2 separate regions of the Zea mays genome follow, and region 1 is linked to region 2. The links are chromatin contacts, called in public Hi-C maps. All regions are on one chromosome and are shown on one strand. Each heading gives the region's core, a stretch centred on a gene start, on an enhancer-like site or on the middle of the called end of the contact. The rest is flanking DNA. Distances are from core to core; before and after follow the strand shown.

The links. A called contact is a pair of places that touch in the nucleus more often than the background predicts.
Region 1: a Hi-C map of tassel shows a contact between it and region 2, with 2.3 times the contacts expected there. The contact joins the promoter of LOC100191177 here to the promoter of LOC100502312 in region 2. A contact is called at or near these places in 5 of 25 Hi-C or Micro-C datasets (ear, leaf, tassel and 1 more).

Annotation. Positions count from the first base shown.
Region 1 is chr2:212,553,558-212,559,534 of Zm-B73-REFERENCE-NAM-5.0, forward strand. LOC100191177 (alpha/beta-Hydrolases superfamily protein) reads right to left here and starts at 1,820. Exons shown (of 1, transcript NM_001136612.1): 1 at 479-1,820. The coding sequence starts at 1,623. The coding sequence ends at 619. LOC103647754 (peptidyl-prolyl cis-trans isomerase CYP37, chloroplastic) reads left to right here. Exons shown (of 12, transcript XM_008672269.4): 11 at 161-210; 12 at 321-628. The coding sequence ends at 444. It overlaps LOC100502462, which reads right to left and starts at 4,270. Exons shown (of 2, transcript NM_001357795.1): 1 at 3,776-4,270; 2 at 3,441-3,598. The coding sequence starts at 4,127. The coding sequence ends at 3,780.
Region 2 is chr2:212,328,253-212,334,974 of Zm-B73-REFERENCE-NAM-5.0, forward strand. It overlaps LOC100502312 (DUF707 superfamily protein), which reads left to right and starts at 2,134. Exons shown (of 16, transcript NM_001363263.1): 1 at 2,134-2,447; 2 at 3,566-3,672; 3 at 3,796-3,915; 4 at 4,010-4,045; 5 at 4,164-4,298; 6 at 4,440-4,523; 7 at 4,590-4,708; 8 at 4,853-4,954; 9 at 5,787-5,903; 10 at 5,982-6,035; 11 at 6,216-6,282. The coding sequence starts at 3,826. It overlaps LOC100384761, which reads left to right. Exons shown (of 5, transcript NM_001177219.1): 4 at 1-611; 5 at 1,029-1,948. The coding sequence ends at 1,661.

The sequences.
Region 1 (5,977 bases), core at 570-3,069, 220 kb after region 2:
CATCACCGGACAGCTGCCTGAGCCAGGCATTACCCCCAGGTGTTGGATTTTGATCGCCTGGGGTTGAGATTGTGTACCTGGCAGTCAATTGTCTGGCAGGCTTTCAACCAAACAGTGTGTATAGAATGGGAGTTAATATGTTTCTCTTTCTTTGATGTAGTCTGGCTTAGGAGGAATATCGTTCGACGAGGGGCAATTTTCAGTTTTCGGGTAAGTGGTGACTGGTTTCATTATGTGATCATTGAGTAGCAAAATTGATATATTCCATTGTTAATAATGACGCTGTAAGAAATTTTATGAGTATATCCAAACAATTGCAGGTATACCACTGATGGGAGAGATGTTCTGTCACAGATTAAGGCCGGAGATAAAATTCGGTCTGCCAAGCTTGTACAGGGCAGAGAACGCCTTGTATTGCCATCCATAGCCCCCGAAGAGAGCTGATATTATCGATCCCAAGCATTTGCAGCATTCTTTTACACTGATGAGGCAACCAACATTTTGTATATCCAAGCCACTAAACCTGACCGAACAGTTTACAGTCAAATACTGAGTATAGCATATATAACAATCGTTGTACATGAAACATTTTTCTTGTGTATCCATGCATCCGAATGCTTATTCGACAGGTATGTTACGGTGAGTTGCCTGGGCTGTGCATCTCTCATTGAGCCAGGCCAGGATGTCCCCACGGACACGCTCGATGTTCTCGTCCGGTTCCCCAAATAGCAAGGAGTGGAGCATCCCGTCGTATATCTTGATAGTCTTATCCTTGCTGGCGGCGGCGGCGTACAGGGCGCGGCTGACTTCCGGGTCGGTAACCTCGTCGGTGCTGCCGTGCACGACAAGGAACGGGATGCTGACTTCGCCGAGGCGCTTGGCCAGCTCGTCGGTGGCACGCAACAGCTCGACGACGGTGCCGAGCCTGGGACGGCCGTTGTAGCGCACAGGGTTGCGCGCTGCAACGATGCGCTTGGCGGGCACCTTGACGGACTTCTCGATGAGGTCGGCGGTGGGCACGATGGCCGCCGTGGGCGCGAAGCGCGCGACGAAGGTGAGAATCTCCGGCAGCGGCCACGGCGGGCGGATCCGGTCGGAGATCCTGCACATGGGAGCGACGAGGACCGCCCCCGCCCACTCCTCCGGCCGTGTGCGGAGGTGGATGAGCAGGCAGATGGCCCCGCCCATGGACTCCCCGAACAGGAAGCAGGGCAGGCCCGCGTGCTCCTCCCTCGCCCTGACGGCGCGGAAGAAGGCGAGGAGGTCAGCGACGGCGGCGTCGAGGTCGGGCACGAAGGCGCGGAGGCCGTGGGAGCGGCCGTGGCCCGGGAGGTCGGCCGCGAAGCAGGCGAACCCGGACCGCGCGAGGAAGACCGCCGTGGACTGGAACGTCCAGCTGATGTCGTTGCCGTAGCCGTGGACCATGAACACGAGCGCCCTGGGCCGCTCGGGCGCGCGGGGCCTCCACGCGCGCGTGAAGAGCCGCCGGGCGCCCGCGTCGGGCGTGGTGAAGTAGGAGGACTCGCCCTCCGTGCCGTGCGCCGAGTAGAACTCCGCCTCCGTGGCCGGGTGCTCGCCCCAGAAGTGAACGGCCGGCGCCAGCGCCTCCCCGTCCGCCGGCATAGTGGTGGGGATCGGAGTTTGGTCCCGGACGTTGGCGTCGGGTGGTGTGGTGTGGTGCGCGTTGTGTGTGGATGTAAAGGGAACTGGTGGCCGCTGGCCGGCGAGCGGGGGAGTCGCTGCTATGCTGGATGCTTGCCAGTTGCGTCGCGGCAGGGGCAGCCGGGCAGGGCTGCTTGGGGGACGTTTCGATGCGGGAGGGGAAATCACTGGATTCGTTTCGGGTTGGTGCCTTGGTGGGACGGCTCTTGTGCCGCAGATCCACCGGCTCGTCCCCGCGCCGGTGCAATGCAAAATTCACGTGGTATGCTACTTCCTTCATAGTTGGCACACGCGGGGAACAATAACTAGTAAGCGCAGGCAGGTGCTAAGGGCATGTAAAACCTAGACACTGTTGCACGGTACTCCAAATATAAGACATAACTAAAACACAACATAATATAATGGTCATGTCTAAAACATATGTCTTATCATATTCATTATACAAATCAGAGCATTCAATAAATTAAAGTGATCAATCAAATAATCTACTGTCTCGAACATAGAGCTAAGACACTGTGTCTTCGTCAAGATACATGTCTTGAGTCTTTTTACATTTACCCCCTAGACATACTCTAAGACACAACTTAAAACACTCACTGTACATGCCATAACGGTCCTGTAGCATCCCAAATCTATCCATGTGTTTACAAAAAAAATTACGAATAGATATAGAACTAAATGTTCTTATTTTCTCACATTCTGAATAAATCAATACCTAGAGTTATTTTAAATCATAAAAAAATTTAAGTTTTAAGTTTATAGAAAAGAGCGTCGAGGTTTATGGGACTAAATTAGTAGCATTGGACACATCATAATGTATTTTTAACAATATGATCATTCAGTGTCATAAATATTGTTTCTCTATAAATTCGGTTCAACAATCAAATTTTTTGTTGAAGTTATTTTAGATATTATTTTAGATAGCTTTAGGAGTTAGTTTATTTAGGAACGAAGGAGGTACATTTTAGTATCGACCCAGTCATGGTAACATCCGTTCTCGAATATTTGTCGTCTGCTTATTAATTTTTAAATTAAACTACAGCAAATAAAAAAACAGAGTGGGTATAATCAAACATGTAGAGGTAGTACAAGCTACATCATTTCCATAAACATGCTCTGGACAAAAATGCCAGCGTTGGTGGTAATTACCCGGACGGTGTAGGACAACGCCATACCCGCAGTGGCGCGCACCTTTTTTTTTTGGCTCGCCCTACAGGTGGTCCTGTGGGTCGGCACTCGGCAGGCACATCTACCTCTCGTATCTGACCCGATCTCCTCCGGCCATGGGGCCTAAGCTCGCCCTTTATTCATCTTCAACCCCCTTTTCACGCAAAGAAATTAAAGCTGAACAAGAATAAAGGTCACCAGAAGGGCAGAACCGGACGGAGATCAGTACAGGTGCGGGTACTTTGCCCCTAAAATACACTCGAGGTTCTTTCTATCTCGATCGATATGAAAATTAAAATATTCGTTTTCATTTTACACTATCTATCTACAGCTACATCATCTCTTAATTACTATTAGCTACATTATATCACTAAATTTTAATCTCTTAGCATGGGATATCCATGTCATATCTCTACTTAAATTTTATTTAAAAAATATTGTAATTTCCTGCAGCAATGTGTGGAGTATCTTCAATCTAACAGGAGTACGGTGCTGCTTACCTGAACTTCGTGCGTGCTGATGCTACCCAGCATGGTTTTGGTCCACCGCCGCAGTGCTTCACGTCACGTTAGAGAAGAGAAGTATGGCAATGCACAGTTGACACAGCGATAGATGATGATAGCTATGTGTCCAGTCCAGCAAATTTTATTTGTAACAGTAGTGACCGAGAAACAAGCAGCTGCTACCAACCGGGCCATGCAAAGTTCTGATGCGCTTTCTACGCATCGCGCGTGCACACTTCTTCACTGGAGCACAAACTGCAAAAACACTGCACAGACGTACGTGGGACAAATTAAACCACACAACAAAGGACATGCTTGCATTCAGCAGCCAAGCACAAGCACGGCAAGCCGACCGACTAGGCGACTAGTACGTAGCTAGTGTAGCGTTATTCAGCGCGGCGCGAGACGGTATTCAGCGCGGCGTTGCGGGGTCGTACTCGTACGTGTTCATGGAGTGGCCGCGCCGGGGCGGAAGGGGTTGGGGACCTCGAAGCCGGGGTTGGGCACCCAGGTGTCGTCGGCGCCGGGGATGAACTGCCCGTGGGTGGCGGCGGGGACGCTGTGGTCCAGCCCGCCGATGTCCGGGATGTAGTGGCTGCCGATCTCGTAGCGCCCCATCCCCGGGATCAGCACCGTGCCCTCGTGCAGCGTGTCCGGCCGCCTCACGTCCTCCTCCTCCGCCGCCGCCGCCCGCTGCCGCGCGGGGACGGGGCGCGTCGCGGAGCACGCCACCGCCGCGGCTAGAACCACCACGAGGACGACCAGAGCTGACGACGACGACGACGAGCTGGCCATCGTGCCGGCGACGATCTGCTGGCTGCTGCTGCTGCTATATATCGCTAGCAGCAGGTACCCGACCGATCGAATTCGCTAGCAGGTACCCGATCGATCGACCGATCGTGGGTTGCTGATGACTTTGCTGCTGCTTTCGTGGTGTGACGACTGCCGTGCCGGGTGACGCCGCGCCCGGGCTTACATATATAGGCCCGAGCAGGAGGACGATCGGTGGAGGCGTCGTCGAGCGGGCGGCCGAGGCGGGAAAAGGCGGTGCGTTTAATTCGTGCCGGCCGGCCGGCCGCCATGCATGCGTTCGTCACGTTGCCACACTTTGCCAGCGGCGTGCGATGGCCGTACGTGCGCTAGCTCGAGCTGGGTCGATCGGACCGGAGTCGGATGATCCGTGATCCCATGCGTGTTGGTGGACGTGTGTAGGTGAGTTGGGGTGTGGCATCACGCTCGCGCGGCCTAGTTCCCAACCACTCTACGCTGCTCTTTATTATATTGTGGCGACGGCGACCAAGGTGTGGTGGCTACTTATTTCGGCCTGATGCCCAGGATGAGCGAGGCTTCCAATAATCGGCCGGGCATGCAGCATGCTAGCTGTACGTTGATTAGCTTAACTCCATTGACACTTACCATCACCGAGCCGGCGAGCCGCTCGCTGTCTAATATTAAGGGCATGTACAACCTGTGGCTCGAGCTTTTGGATCGGTTTTTAAATATAAAAGATAGTTAAGAGATTGTATCATATAACTTTAAATATTTAGATAATAAATATAGTCTAAGTCACAATATATAGAAAGTCGTGTGAGTCGTGTAGAGACGAACTATTCGTGAAAATATGTCTCTTTGTTTTTTTACTTAAACCTCTAGCGATCCCTTAAAAGACTCCTCGTTTAATTGAGTTGTACATGTCCTAATACAACGACGTCGTGTACCCTTTCAGCTCGGTTCCGGACTTCCGTTGTCTCATCAAATGTGAGGAAACATGATTACAACTGTGATGTACTAGCTATAGTGCCTGTTGCACCGAGGATGTGTGTCTCCAGCGACGTTCTTTATATTCATTCTCTATTAATGTCCTTTACAGTCTTATCTAAAAGATTCTCCCCTCTATATCTTTTTAATCTTCAGCAAAGTCATCTATATTTCATCCTTTATGTATAAATATCGATATTAGACACATATTTTACTTTTAATTTTTATACATACATATTTGTCGTACTCTCAAATGTATTATATATATATATATATATATTATTTTGCTGGATCTATTGTTTACAGTATGAAAATGGATAGAGGAGATGATTGAGAAAATTCTATATATAGAGGATCCAACAGCGTTATCTAAATTTAGAGGACCGTTTAGAGGACACGGTTGGATATGTAGAGTACGACCCCGTGCTCTAAATTTAGGGTACACAACCATTTAGAAGTCTTTGTTCGAGTCAGTCTTAGAGCATTAGGCTATCTCCATCAACATACTCTAAATTTCATCTTTTAAAGAAATATACCATGTCCTTTACAACACACTCTAAAATATTTCATTCTTTATATCTTCTACATCTTTAACAACGTCCCCTAAATTCAGTCCTCTATATATACGGTGATAACAAAATTCTTTTTCTCATTTGTTTTTCTTTCAAAATTGAATTATCTCCCTGTTGTAAATTAAGTACATATTTAGAATTAATTATAATTTAGTTATTTTAATTTCGAAATTAGTGGCCTCGTAAAGTAATAAGGGAAATACGAATTTTTTAACACTTGCAATTGAACACATTGAATGGTAGAATTTGTGCAAGTAATTTGCAAGCACCATACGCCAATATTCTTTGGCTCCCCGGCAAAATCACTCCATTTCC
Region 2 (6,722 bases), core at 884-3,383:
CAGACGAGTCATATCCCCAGGCCCAAGTTGAAAAGGTCGGTCCCAAAGATGGCTTGCTTTGGGGTTCTAGAAAACAAAGAGTAATGAGAGCTAGAAGGACACTTCTGAAAGCTGGTGATAGTAGTGGGGATGGTGAGCCTACATCTACAGCATGCATACAGGGGGAGGGTTTGTCCAAAGGCTGCATGAAGAACTTCAAAACTCAAAACTTAGAATCAGTTGTTGTGAAGAAGGGTGTGAAAACTCCAAAGGTAGAATCTGATGTGATGAATAAGGATTTGAAAACCCTAAATGTAGGATCTGGTATAATGAAGAAGGGCTTGAAAGCTCCCAAAACAGAATCTGATATGATGAAGAAGGGCGTGAGAACTTCTAAAGCAGAGTCTGATGGTATGAAGAAGGGGATGAAAATACCGAAAGTAGAACCTGATGTTATGGACTGGAAAACTCCCAAAGCAGGATCTGATGTTACGAAGAAGGGCTTGAGATCTCCAAAGGCAGAATGTTGCCAGCCTGTGATTGAGAGCGTTAAACTAAAGCTGGCAGAGATTTTGAATACTATATCAACTCAAGATGACTGCAAAATGTTGCAACACCAACTTGATACCCAGGTATGATAGGTTCACCGAGTTTCATCAATTTTGTTTTTGCAGTGCCTCAGTGATGGTCTAAATTATCTCTCTCTCTCTTCTCTCTCTCTCTCTCTCTCTCTCTCTCTCTCTCTCTCTCTGTGTGTGTGTGTGTACTATAATGACTCCTTAGGTCATTTGAGAGATGGGATACTTCATGTGGGTGCTAATAATTTTAAGACTACTATTAAAACTGTTCCACTTTTTTTCCTGCTAGTTACTCAGCTAAGATTTTTGTGGGGTTTTAATGATGGTTATTTTCTCACTAGCTGGCTATAGTTGATTGTTTTACTTTTCAAGTTAATTGTTCCATCAAATCATTCTCAAGGTCTGTGAAATAGCGTGAACACTTATGGTCTGAATTTCATCTGACTCCTTACCATTCGTCTATATATACAGAGGAAAAGAGCTAGATATAAGAAGATGATTCGCCGGCATATGGACTTCCGAATGCTTCACTCTAAGATCAAGAGTGGCGCAATCTCTGGCACCAAGGAGCTTTTGAGAGATATACTTATTTTCATCAATAATGTAATAACCTTCTATCCGAAGACTACATTAGAGCACATGGCTGCGGTTGAGCTTCGTGACTTTGCATGCAAAACTGTGAAGCAGAGTGCAAGCTTGTTCTTGAAAAGCCATCGAGAGACCAGAACAGCTGGTGCCCCTGTAATAAAGAAGAATGCTCGAGCCCTGCATTTTTCAAGAACAAGCTTGCACTCTGGGGATGCAAGGGCAAGCAAGGTTTCTTCAAGGGATGCTGCTGCCAAGGAAGGGGATGGCAAGAGACCTTGCAGTGATGAGCTGGCTAATCAAAAGACTACAAAGAGAAATGAGCCAGCCAAGAAGAGGGGTGTGGGTCGGCCTCCAAAGAGTGGGCAGAGGATTGCTGGGGCACAGGAAAATAGCCCCATCAAAGGCAGGAAAAGTAGCGCTGGGGCACAGGTAGATAGCCCCAGCAAAGGCAGGAAGAGGAGTGTGGAAGCACATGATGATAGCTCCAGCAAAGGGGGCAAGAGGAGCCGGCGGTGAAGCTACCATCAGCTCAATGCCGGTGAAACTGTGTACAGCTTAACCATATATCATAGGCTGTTCCCTTCCGGTTTGTTTACCTGACAAAAAAAAGTTATTGTCCCAGTATTCAAACTGATGTAACAGGAAGGGTTAGTTGTTTCTGATGTTGTTTTGTAAGGAGTAAGGACAATTAGAAGGGAACCCTCATTTTTATATTGAGATTATCCGAGTTAGGCTATACATATCTGACCATGTAATGCTTATAGTAGTTTAAGTTGTTATACCATGTGAACTGATGCTTGAACACCGAAGTTACCTATCATCAGTCTGTCACACTGAACCAGATAAGAGCAACGTCAGGGATGGGCTGATGGCGATCCGCTCGTGGGCCGTGCGTCACCGTCTAGCACACGCGCCAGCGCAGCGCAGCGACGATGAACCAATAAACCGAGCGGAAAACCCGGTCGCGGAGGAGGCCGCGTGGGGCGCGCGCGCGAGCGAGCTGTGAGCATCGCCGTTCCTCTCGCGCTCTCGGCTGTCTCGCTCCTTCCCGCGGTCGCCTCCGCCCGTGCCCGTGCCCGTGCCCCGTCCCAACTCCCACCCAACATTTCCCAATCCCTCCGGGCTCCGGCACCGCGAGATGTTTCGTTAGCCATTCCCACGACACAATCAGCACCACCGGTGCCCTCGCTGCCAAGGCGCCCGCTCGTGTGACGAGTGGCGCTCCACCACCGCCCATTGCGCGCTCAGCTCCGAGGCCTCCCGCTCGCCGCGGCATCATCTCCGGCTCCTCCCGCCGCCGTGGTAATTCGTTTTGTTCTCCTCACTCAATCCGATTGTTCAGATATCCGTGTGCTACTGCACCTGGTATATCATGGATTGGTTCTGATCGTGCCTTGGGACTTGGGTGCTCTTACCTGTCTGTAATTGGGATTTGGGAAACGATCTCTTGGGGTTGGGGCGCCCTCGTTATCCCGAGGTGCCCCCAGACCTGTAAACTGGAGAAGGTTGGGTTCATACAGTCATACTTCATAGAGCGTAGCGTAATTCGGTCTCGGCAGGCGCGTCAGTGTTCCCGCCCCATTTGGGCCTCGGCATCGATGCGCGCGTCACATCCCTTTGCCGTCAATTTGCTTCGAGGGGGCACTGCTGCACTCCGAACAAACAAAAGCGAGATCATGCATGATGCTTGCGCCAGACGTTCATCTATCTATTCGTTCGAGATTTCGCCCCCTTGTCAACTTCCTCTCCTTTTCCGTTTCACCAGCAAAATTTGGAGAAAGCGATGCTAAAGTATTTTTCTTATCTGATGTGTGTGTGCGCGCGCGCCTGGAACCTGTTGATTTCAGGTTGTTTGACTGTGTGATCAATGTGTCCTGTGTGAGGTGTTTTGGTCCTTTTGCAAAGTTCGGCTGGGACAGGTCTCTGGAACTAAAAAAGTGTATTTTTAATATTTTTTCTTGAATATATAGGAGAGCTATGTATCTTTATATTAAGAAGAAGAAAAGTCCGTTACATGATAGTCTCCTATCCCGGACAAAATAGGAGACCGTAGACAAAACCACTAAAACTCTAAAGCTTACAAAAGACATGGTAAGACCTGACTAACAAACAGCCCAACATATTTTAAGTGCCTAACACGGATTGTGTACTAACAAATCTGACTAACACGGATGGTGTACTACCTCTTCTAGGCCTGGCCGCCTGGCTCCATCAAATACAATGGTGTTCCATGTTATATGTTAAGAAATTTCTCCTTTGTTCTGTGTGGTATGCCTGAACTTGAGCAACACGCCAAATCTTTACTTAGAACATATTTCGGGACCACCCAGAATGAAACGTGATGAGCCATTTTTTCCATTATAAAAATAATGGCATTATTCATTGTGCTGTTTTTTTATGACCTGCCATCCTGCAAGCAGGGCGTCATGAAATGAACCTGACTTGCTTGAGTTGCTTCTTGACACCATAAGAAGGCGATCCATCTGTTTCCAGTTGCACACAGAAAGCTAGTGCCTTGAAAGATAAGGTGAGTTTGCTTGTGTTCTTTTGATGATTACTTACTAGTGACATCTACATTTTCTGAACCCTTAAAGGGTTGGTTGAGTGCGAGGTCATGATACTATATTGCTACCTACTTTTGATCGTACAGAATGGTAAGGGGGGCGGTAGGTGTCCTAAGATGAAACTGCGGTTGCATCTGTTGGTCCTGTGCGTGATCATCATATTCCTGGTGTACAACATGGCTAGCTTTCAACATAAGCAGACATCGGTAACAACCAGTATCCCCTGGTTTATTGAAACAGGGTTCTGTGAACGTAAATATACCTAAAAGATTAATCTGATGTGATTATGCAACTTTACAGTCGGAAGCAAAATCCCATCCATTTGATACAGTGACGGTAGGTGAACGCATTTTTTCGTTAAAAACACCAGAAGATTTGGCTTTTCCCCCTATTAATCCAAATGCAGATTTTCCTCTGTTTCTAATTATGATTTGTGCTCCAATGTAAACATCAGGTCTCTGACAGAGATGCTGTTAAGTTGCCCCAAAAAGCTGAGGTTAGGATTGGTTATTTACCCCATGGTATAGTGGAGTCTAACTCCGACATGAAGTTGAAACCGTTGTGGTTGACAACAAGTGCGCAGTCAAAGGTTAGTTAAGTACAATATACCTGATGGACTTTTGAGTCCGGTACAGTATTTCTGTTGGTTTCACTTTTCAAACTCAACAATCATTAGCTGTTCCCACCTCCTAACCATTATTTAATGCTCTGAGTGTTTTGTTCCTAGCAGAAGTCTAAACAAAAAGATCACTTCTTGATTGCTATTGCTGCCGGTATAAATCAAAAGAAAAGTGTGGACGCTATAATGAAGAAGGTACTTCATTTACACCTCTGTGCAGTAATTGCACATAAAATTGTCATGTGACTCTTGATTCTTCAGTTTCTTCCAGAAAATTTTACAGCTGTATTGTTCCATTACGACGGGAATGTCAATGGGTGGAATGATCTACCATGGAGCAAAAGTGTGATACATATAGCTGCTTCTAACCAGACTAAATGGTATGTCATCTCTTCCTTTGCACTGAAATTCGGCATTTGTCTCTATTTTGCAACAAAAAGGGCATTTTCCACCCTTTAATTCTGAATTCTGATCTGATATCGTTTTAGCTTCAAGATAAGATGACAAGATATTTATTTTTATAGGTGGTTTGCAAAGAGGTTCCTCCATCCTGCTGTTGTGTCTATGTACCAGTACATCTTTCTTTGGGATGAAGACCTGGAAGTAGATAACTTTAATCCGAGAAGGTATTTTCTAATTGGATTACATGATACTAGCCCTATATTGTCAAACTTACCATTGCCTAGCAACAACAACAAAAGAGCCCTGCTTATTTGACTTTTAAATCAGGCTACTAGTAAAAAAACTCGACCTGCGGAGATAAGATAACCCCTAGACATTGCATTAAGAAGACTTCTCATGCAGGTCGAGAAAACCTACGAACTCTTGCTCCACCCGTACACAACGACACCGTAGCCCATGGAGAATGACCATGACTGAGCTGGGCCTTAGGCAGTGGCAGACCCAGCTGCTACACTAGAGTGTGCCAAGAAAAATATCAAAAAAAACAAAGATCATCAAGACTCGAACCTTGACTGCCAAGTTCAAAAGATAGTACTTACATCGCTATACTAACTACCATTATATGATCTTATGGTGTGTCGTGTCCCATATGGATCACCCGCCGCTGGGTCCGCCCCTGGCCTTAGGCATGTGAGTTTATGTGGGATAGATGAGGATAACCTTGGCCTAAAATTCGCTTCCATATGGTCTAACCCTCCTCAAGCTACCTAATCAACTCGGTTAGAAGCCCTTTCGCTCAGAAGCTACTAGTATAAAATGATAGTTTTTTGGATGTTTCTGCTGCCAGTGTCAGGTATGTGCTAGGTGCTAGGCGGCAAACAGTTTCTTGAAAGTATCCACCTTAAGTTCTTGTTCCAGATAGGAGAAACTTGTGAAGAAATGTCATATTATGCTAACCTTCTCCACACAAAAACACATGCACTCACACACAAAATGAGTTTGTTTGATCTTTTCATTTTTTGACACCAATTTAGCTAATGCATTGATTACTTTCAGGTACTTAAATATAGTTAGATCAGAAGGACTGGAGATATCACAACCAGGTCTTGATTCTAAGCTTTCTGAAATTCATCACCGAATAACTGTTCGTAAAAATACAGGGACCTTTCATAGGTAAGTTCTTGTAGTGCACCTTTTATTTTGGATTTTTTTATGTCATAACACAATGAAACATGATGTGTATTTTGATAGAAGAGTTAGTCGGGCTAACAAACGTTGTTTAAGAGAAGGACCGCCTTGTTCTGGGTATATTTTCTTTCCTGAACCCTTTTTTATGCTACAACAGATTTTTTTGCTGATTAGCTCTTTACATTTTTACACATAATAATTTTCACTAGAATTGTCTTTCTATTTACTAACCATGGTATATTTTGCGACAAATATGTTTGAGAGTTGTGGTTGACGTGGTAATTAATTGATCTATAGATGGGTCGAAGGCATGGCACCGGTTTTCTCAAAGTACGCTTGGCAATGTGTGTGGCACCTTATACAGGTAAACTTTGTTCTCATATGTATTCTTAACCATGTTGCACATCTGACTTTCTATTGTACCAGACAATATGTCTGTTTTTCTTCCAGTGATCCACAAATTCTGAGTATGAGTTGTACAAAATGGTATAGCATTAGATTTCCATGTGTAATGTTATTCCTTGGTATTTGGAGTCAGGGAACACTGGGAACAATGCGTAACTGTGTTGAGAATAGCAGGGGTGGGAACCCAAACAGGCAAAGCTAGTACATTTTTTAACCTAGGCTCTACATTCACCTCTCTTAGTGTTGAGTCTTCACATTTTATCTCTTTCTGAATGTGTTATGTATTTATATTTTGCTTCTTTCTGAAATAACATGGAGCGCAGAAGCAATAGATATATACAAGCTAGGAGTTAATTACTTGTCTCATTGGCTCACTGTTTTCAAGTCATCAGATTAATC